Linked DNA regions of Mus musculus: region 1 is linked to region 2. Evidence: chromatin contacts called from public Hi-C data. All regions are on one chromosome and are shown on one strand. The core of a region is the stretch at or near the end of the contact, and the rest is flanking DNA. Distances in the headings are between cores, read along the strand shown.

Region 1 (3,704 bases), core at 226-2,725, 88 kb after region 2:
ATGTTTTAAAAAACATGAAAAAGAAGCCTCTAGCCACCTGGATTTTTAGTACTTGTCATTCTCCTTCTGATGTTGAAGGCATATGCTCTCACACAGTCGGTTCTGGTGTATATTTCCAAGTACTGAGCATTGTCACTGCCGTGTAATAGTTTATTAAAAGGTGACACTAAAGTGTGCTTGATCTCTTTCCCATTGGCCTTCCCTCACCCTAGGACATTCTGAGACAGAATTACTCCACTTATGCTGGCCTCGGGATGGTTTTCTATCATTCTGCCTCAACACTATCATGCTCAACCCAATGGCTTTATTTCTGTATGAGTGACAGAGAAGTAGACATCATTTTCGATGGAGTTCCTTGAACTTTTAAATCATTTCTGCAGAATCCCTCTATTTCTCATTCCACCAACCATTACTGAAGGCCCTCTTCAGCAAAACTAACTCACGTTCCCAAAGACCCAGCCTGAGGCACCTGAGGACAAAGCATATGTCCTCTTATCTACACAGATCCTTATCTCACACATCAAAATACCACCCAGCCACCCAGCCAGCTAGATGATGATCAGAAGTGATCAGAAGTGACCCAGCTGGTCACAGAACACACCCCTGACAAGTTATGTCAGGAAGCCAGGATTGGCTCATGAATTCCTTGTACAGATCTAGAGGAGTCCCTAATTCGGGTTACTTTTACAAGCTGAAGGGCACACAAGGAGAGCGATGACCTGACCTCCTTAACCTAGGTTCTTGTCCCACTCGCTGCAAATGACAATGCCATCTCCCCTTTGCCGTGTCTCAGGAATGCAGTGAGAATCTACTGAGCCCACCACAGCCTCAGACACAACTACGGAGAGCCAGTTTATTCTGAACCTTCACTTGGGTAACTGATTCCGAGTGAGAATCAAGTGGAAAAGGTGACCATAAGCAAGTCCAGAATCACCAGTTGCGGGCAGAGACTACCCCGAACACTTACCATATAGGGGCACACTTGAGAGCCTGGCCCAAAAATCAGTTCACATTGTTTATTCACGTTGTAGAGAAGGCCGGGCAGTTGGGAAGGCAAAGGATAGGTCCTGGATGCAGGTTCATTCAGCAAGCACTCTCCGTACCCAGTGCTATGGGAATCAGAAACATACAGATGGTGAGACAGGCTCTTGAGGGTTGCAGAGACAAGCAAAGGCCACACATGTACCTAATGGCAGCAAGGACTGGTCCTTTTGGCCTTTATTCTTTTCATTCACAGTTAGGTCAAGGGTAAGTCTAGAATCGAAAGTTGTATTTCTGTAGAAAGATATTCTACACATACGATACAGTCAGGGGAAGGAGCACTAATCTCCTGTAGGAGTCATTTTTTTTAAATCCTTCCCAATAGACAGTAAGCATCTTAGGGCCACAACTATGATTATCTTTGTACTGGGCCTGGTCTGTAACACAAGGCATTCAGTAAGTGTTTGCTGAACAATGAGTAAGGGCTCAATGACTCATAGCAAGATAGCATCTCAAGCCACCTGCTTAGAAGGAAAACATCGGCCCTCCAGTTCATCCAGGTTTCTTTCCTGGAAAATCTGCACCAGCTAAGTTCTGATTAACAAAGCCCTCTCCATTTGTGGTTGCAGAAATATAAACCAGTGACCTGAGGCAATTGCTTAACCTTCTGCACTTCTGGGAAAGGAGACCACTGAGGCTGTGATGTGTGAGCATTGTATAACATAATTGAGTCTTTGAGGAACCTTAAAAAAAAGGACATAAGGAGGGGGGAAGCAGGGGTGGGGAGAGAGAGACAGAGAGAGAGAGAGGGACAGAGAGAGACAGAGAGACAGAGAATGCCCTTATTTCCATCACATACTCTCTTCTGGCAACCTCTCATTATCCCACTTCTTCCCAAGCCACGATTACTAGGTTAGCAGTACATAAATATTTGGGCCCTTCATCATCAGAGCACTCTGCAAAGGCCTGAATAAATCTCAAAGCATTTACACAAACACAGAAATATTTGCATAGTTCCTTTACAGACCCTGCTTTGTGCTCAGATCAGTTTGTAATCTTCCAAACATTGGCAAGGCTATGAGCTAACAGATGTTATAGAGTAAAATTTTTTTCTCCTCTAAGGAATGTTATCAAGAACAACAAGACAAAAAGAATGCCAGATTCCGTTTTCTTCCCCTTCATGGGTTACTTCAGATAGGCCAGGCACTAGAGCAGCAGTTCTCAGCCTTCCTAATGCTGTGACTCTTAAACACAGTTCCTCACATAGTGGTGACCCCCAACCAGAGAATTATCTTGTTGATGCTTCTTAACTGTAATTTTGCTACTGTTAAGAATAATAATCTAAATGTCTGATATGGAAGGTATCTGATATTCGACCCCCAAAGGGTTGCTATCCACAGGCTGAGAAGGGATGCACCAGTGGCTGATACTAAGAGAGCGCTTAGGTCTTACTCTAGGAACTCAGTGATGTATTTCCGACTGCACTTTGACCACATCCAGGGGTTGGTGTAGAAGTTCAGTGTTGGTGCCATGACATGCTGGGGACTCTTAACTCCTTCTTCTTTGCATTTATTGCTGTCATCGTGAGGCATATTAAACCTAAAGTCAACGAAGCAGTGGTGAGAATGTCAGAACACACCAAGGGTTCCTGCGGGCATCCTTGCTTAACAAATCTAAGAAGAAAGTATAACTAAGGACCTGTTGTCCTGTGGACAAGAATCTGAATGAGCAGAATAAATTATAAGACAATTCTAGACGGAGCATAGACCACCAGAGGATTTTTATCGAATTTGATGTAAATGCCTTTAGTGAATGAAAAGGTATGCACAGGCCATTTGTTGGGTATAAATATGAATATTGGAATTGTAGAGGCTCTGAATGTGCAGTAGTTGGTGCTAGACTAAAGGAAATGCTAGTAGACAGCGAAAGGGCAATCCATAGAACAAGATTTTGGCAGGGTGTCATACTGTTGTCAATATAAAGAATAAATTCGTGTCATAAATGGAAGCTAAGTGCTTTGTAATAAGAGGATCACTGTGGGCCTCACATCTCCCATTTTTTGGGTCACGGTGATTAGGGATACACATGTGTTTATCAAGTAAAGTATCATTATGAAGGTATATAAAGTGTGCCCACAAACTCCTAGGGAGTGACACAGAGACCATAGGCACATATGCCCAGCCAGCTGAAAGTAGAGATGGCACAGGGATTCACCTGCCAATGCCAGCTCACAGGAACTGGCTTCCTGAAAAGCCAGGCATAAAAAAGATTCTTAAACTCTTTCCCATTCTGCCTGAGGGGAGGCTGTGGAGCACAGCCAGTGTCCTCTTGGGCTGTGGCAGCGTCCTTCACACATACTTTCCATTCTTGGCTTCACCAGAGGAAGTGGGGGAAAAACGATAGCATTTCCTTAATGTGCACCCCCTCCATGACCCACATGGCCTTCCAGCCCAGGCAATTATCCACCAGTTGACAAGGTCAGCGGGTCATCTTTTCTCTCTGGGAAAGGCTGCTGTCAATCAGAACACGGAACATGTGGTTAAGTTTGCACCGAGTGAGGAATTCCCTTCCCAGTTCATGCTGAACTCAGGAAGTCTGAGTGAGATGGAGGGGTGTGGACCTGTTTCATATGAAAGAAAAATCTGGACTAAAGCCCCTGCGTCTGCTCCACGAATTCTTTTCTGTTCTGTTTCTTTTTTCTTAAAAAAAAAAATGTGGGTTCT
Region 2 (3,430 bases), core at 134-2,633:
GCCAAGACTCAGAGAGATAAGAATTCTTGCTCTGAGTCACGTGGCTATTGATGGCACAGCTGAGATAGGGACCACAGTGATATTTTTCTAAGCATACAAGTTCCTGATAACCTATCTGGCTCAAGTTCAAATAATCTTAAACTTAACTGTGTTAGGTATTGTCCCAGATACTATCTGACAGAAGCAAGAGAAGTCTAGAAGGAAAACAAGCAACATGACCAAGCAGATGAAGAAGGAAGCGTTCCTAAAGAGATGAACCACTGTAGTAAGGAATGGATCCATTACCGGAAGGGACTGGGGAGAGCAGGGCTGGGAAGCCAATCCCAGAGGTGCAGAATACAGTAGGAAATCATAAAGATGAGAGATATCAAACAGGGTCATGGGTGGCTTCCTCTAGCTGCTAGATGTGGGGCCCTTGGACAACTGGCAAAGTCTGTCTGAATCTTAGTTTTACCACCTAAAACTAAAAACTAAACTCACCTCATCTAGGTGTCATCCAAAAGACAAAGTGAGAGGACGGACAGACAGAAAGCTCCCAGCACAGCCAAGTGCAGAACAAACATCCTCAAACCACGCTACCTTGGGTTGTGAGCCACGCTCAGTGCAGGCGGCTCCTCCATCTTGCCTCTCCAGCAGTGTGCGTCTTTTATGTCATTCCGGGGTCAGCAGATCTGATTTGACTTTCTAATTCTGTCCTACTCTTTCTATAACCTAGCATTCTGTTCTGGAAATTGGGGTTACCTCCCCCTAATGTCTTATACCACCTCTACCCTCCTCTCCCCCTTCCCCCAGCAATGGACTTTCCAGCACAGACACTTAAATGTCTGCTAAAGTCAAGCATTAACTTGGGGAGTAGAAGAAAAATAAGTCCAGCATATTTCTATATTAACTCAACACTTCATGTGGATTCTACCATGGGTTGAAAACACTGGAAATTCTACCCTAATTAATGAGTATTTCACACGAGAGCCCGTTTTCTCTCCCTGATCGTCAATGGCACACGAAAAGGAAAAATACAGAGTAAGCTTTACCTCAAATACTTGCATGTTACGGCTATTCAAATGAACACAGGCTAACCAAATCCAAACATATATTAAATGTTCTGCCCATCATCTCCCCTCCTGTGAAGTGAAAGTTGTCTGTATGCTTATACTCTTGGCCTGAGGCATGTTAAAGCTGTTTTTTTTCCTTTCCATTTCAGTGACCCCAGCTCTGGGATACTCAAGACCACAGGGAGAAACGCAAACAGGAATTGCCTAGAGCCTGACAGCAAACAGCTCCTTTGGGAAGGAGCCAGCAATGCCACTCCATTCAATGGCTTTGCAGGCTCCATAGGGTGTGGAGCTGATGCTAACAAGGGGGTGGAGCGACACGCAGGCTGGTGTGCACTTACTTCATGGCTTTACTTACTTGTTGCCACTGCTCTGCCCTCCAAGTGTAGAGAGGACATGGTGAGGCTTGGCAGACACGCTCCGACTCTGGTCTGCTGTAGGAGCTGCACTCACTCTCTCTGGCTGCTTTGTGTGTCCCGATCTGACAGCCCACATGCCTCTGCTGCACGCCTTGGCCACAGGACACAGAGCACTGAGAAGACACAGGATGTAAGTAGGCACTTCGGCTCCCTTCTGGAGGGCGGGAAGGGGTGGGTCACAGAGGAGGGCAATGCTTTCTTAATCCAATGATTTTTCACAGCAGTCAAAATGCTTTCTCATTTCCAAGGAGGGGGACACTAAGGCAAGTTCTAAAAGCACTGGTAACTGCCAGTGCTGGGCAGGGTGCAGGAGCCACAAGTGGGGAGGAACCAAAACTCTCAGGGGATGTCAGAGGGAGGAGAGATTGTGGGGAAACACCACCATCCAGAAGTAATGGTGCCACATTGAAACAGACAAACGAAACACTGTGCATGACTTCCATCCTGGAAGATGGATGGCTTGGGAAAATTGGGAGATGCGGTTCTATAGCGTAACCCATAGAGAGCCAACCATTGACAATTAAGGCCATATAAGCAGAAGGACTTTCTCCTGCCCTCTTATTTTTCTAGTTTCTATTCCTGGAGACAGAACATTGCCTCGCTTGTTGTTTGTTTGTTTGTTTAAATCATGGAATTCACTTAACTATCTGTGCCTCCTCATAATCTCAAATGAATAGATGAAGAATAAAAGCTAATAAGGAAAAATAATTTCCTCAGGCTTAATGTTTTCAGCTCTTGAAAAAATCCCATTAATCACGAGGAAACATTTTGTTGACCAAGTTGCAAAACACCAATTAACTTTCCCCTAAATTAATTTTTTAATGGTTTCCTCATTGTTGGTTGCATAATCTCACTTATGGGCAAGCCAAGAATTATTGTCTTTATTAAGATTTTGGCAGTCAGAAACCAAAGGCAACCTTTGATTAGAGAGAACTGCATAACACTGCACTTGGTTATTAAAGGTTATTAGCAATTTGGGGGGTGGACATAAATCAGTCACTATTAATTTGCCTGGTGTTGAGAAACAAAGTTATCTGACATTCATGCCATGTACCCAAAAGGAGGTCTTCTTCTAAAACAAAACCAGACTCTACAACTGCACGCTTGTCTAATTTGCTTGTAGGGAAATTCAAGGTGCTCCGTGAAAGACGGAAAGTTTGTTAAGACATATGTATACCCAAGTGGATGCTGCTGCAGCTTAGGCTCTTTCGTAGAAGGCAGCTTGAGAAATGCTATTGTTTCAGAGAAATCTATGCTGGAGAAGAGCCTCACAGCTCACATCAAAGGGCGCGGAAGACAATGCTTCATCCCAACATCGTTGCCATTGTTTGGGTTTAATTGGATTAATTGAATTGAATGAGTTTGTGACCCACAAGAAACCAGACTTTAAAGTCATTATGTTCTGGGAAGGATAAGGGGAGGACTCTTAAATACCACGAATGGCTTTGTCTCCAAACAACAGCCACTTAATGCTCACAGGGGCTATGTGAGTTATAATACTGGCTGCGCTGGAAAAGGACTGGAGTTACCCAGCAAATGACAGAAATATTCAAGTGTCATTACAACAATCAAAGAGTTCTGGCTATTTGGATTTGGGGTCTTAAATCCAAGAATATACTTCTAGAACAATGTACAACAGAAATACAAAGAGAATAGTAATGTGAACACATTGGAATTTGACACAAAGCTGGTAAGTTTAAAAAAAATCGCATAACGTTCTCACAACAAAGAAAAATGGGAAAGACCTTTAGAGTGTCTAGTACTAATTAGGTTGTTAAGTAAATGAAACCCCTTTGTGTATGTAGCGAATGGTGGTGAAGTACATATCTATAGGCATGCATATGGTGGCTAGTATTCAATGTTAGGTTTCTTCCCCAATCACTCTCTTTTTTGAGAAAGGCTCTCTCACTGAACCCAGAATCACAGATTCAGCTATATTGGCTAGCCAAGAAGCACCAG

The links. Hi-C and Micro-C count contacts between places; a contact is called where the count stands out from the background.
Region 1: a Hi-C map of the N1E-115 cell line shows a contact between it and region 2, with 2.6 times the contacts expected there. The contact joins the enhancer-like site here to the promoter of A730049H05Rik in region 2. A contact is called at or near these places in 7 of 39 promoter capture datasets (the 3T3-L1 cell line, 3T3-L1-derived adipocytes, Sertoli cells and 4 more), 2 of 484 Hi-C or Micro-C datasets (the N1E-115 cell line and nephron progenitors), 5 of 115 datasets of contacts at active chromatin or transcription factors (embryonic stem cells, extraembryonic endoderm stem cells, stem cell-derived neural progenitor cells and 1 more) and 3 of 9 other capture datasets (adipose tissue, liver and pancreatic islet).

Annotation. Positions count from the first base shown.
Region 1 is chr6:92,902,721-92,906,424 of GRCm38.p6, forward strand. It overlaps Adamts9 (a disintegrin-like and metallopeptidase (reprolysin type) with thrombospondin type 1 motif, 9), which reads right to left. Exons shown (of 40, transcript NM_175314.4): 9 at 2,434-2,580; 10 at 968-1,109. Among named protein-coding and RNA genes, the nearest start is that of Gm15737, 35 kb to the left of the region's middle. Within about 2 kb of position 1,476, at least 20 of the 459 cell types and tissues checked have an H3K27ac peak or open chromatin away from gene starts, as enhancers often do. A contact at or near this core is called in the N1E-115 cell line and trophoblast stem cells, where this site is marked.
Region 2 is chr6:92,815,060-92,818,489 of GRCm38.p6, forward strand. It overlaps A730049H05Rik (RIKEN cDNA A730049H05 gene), which reads left to right and starts at 1,384. Exons shown (of 5, transcript NR_169152.1): 1 at 1,384-1,601. Adamts9 (a disintegrin-like and metallopeptidase (reprolysin type) with thrombospondin type 1 motif, 9) reads right to left here. Exons shown (of 40, transcript NM_175314.4): 30 at 1,411-1,584.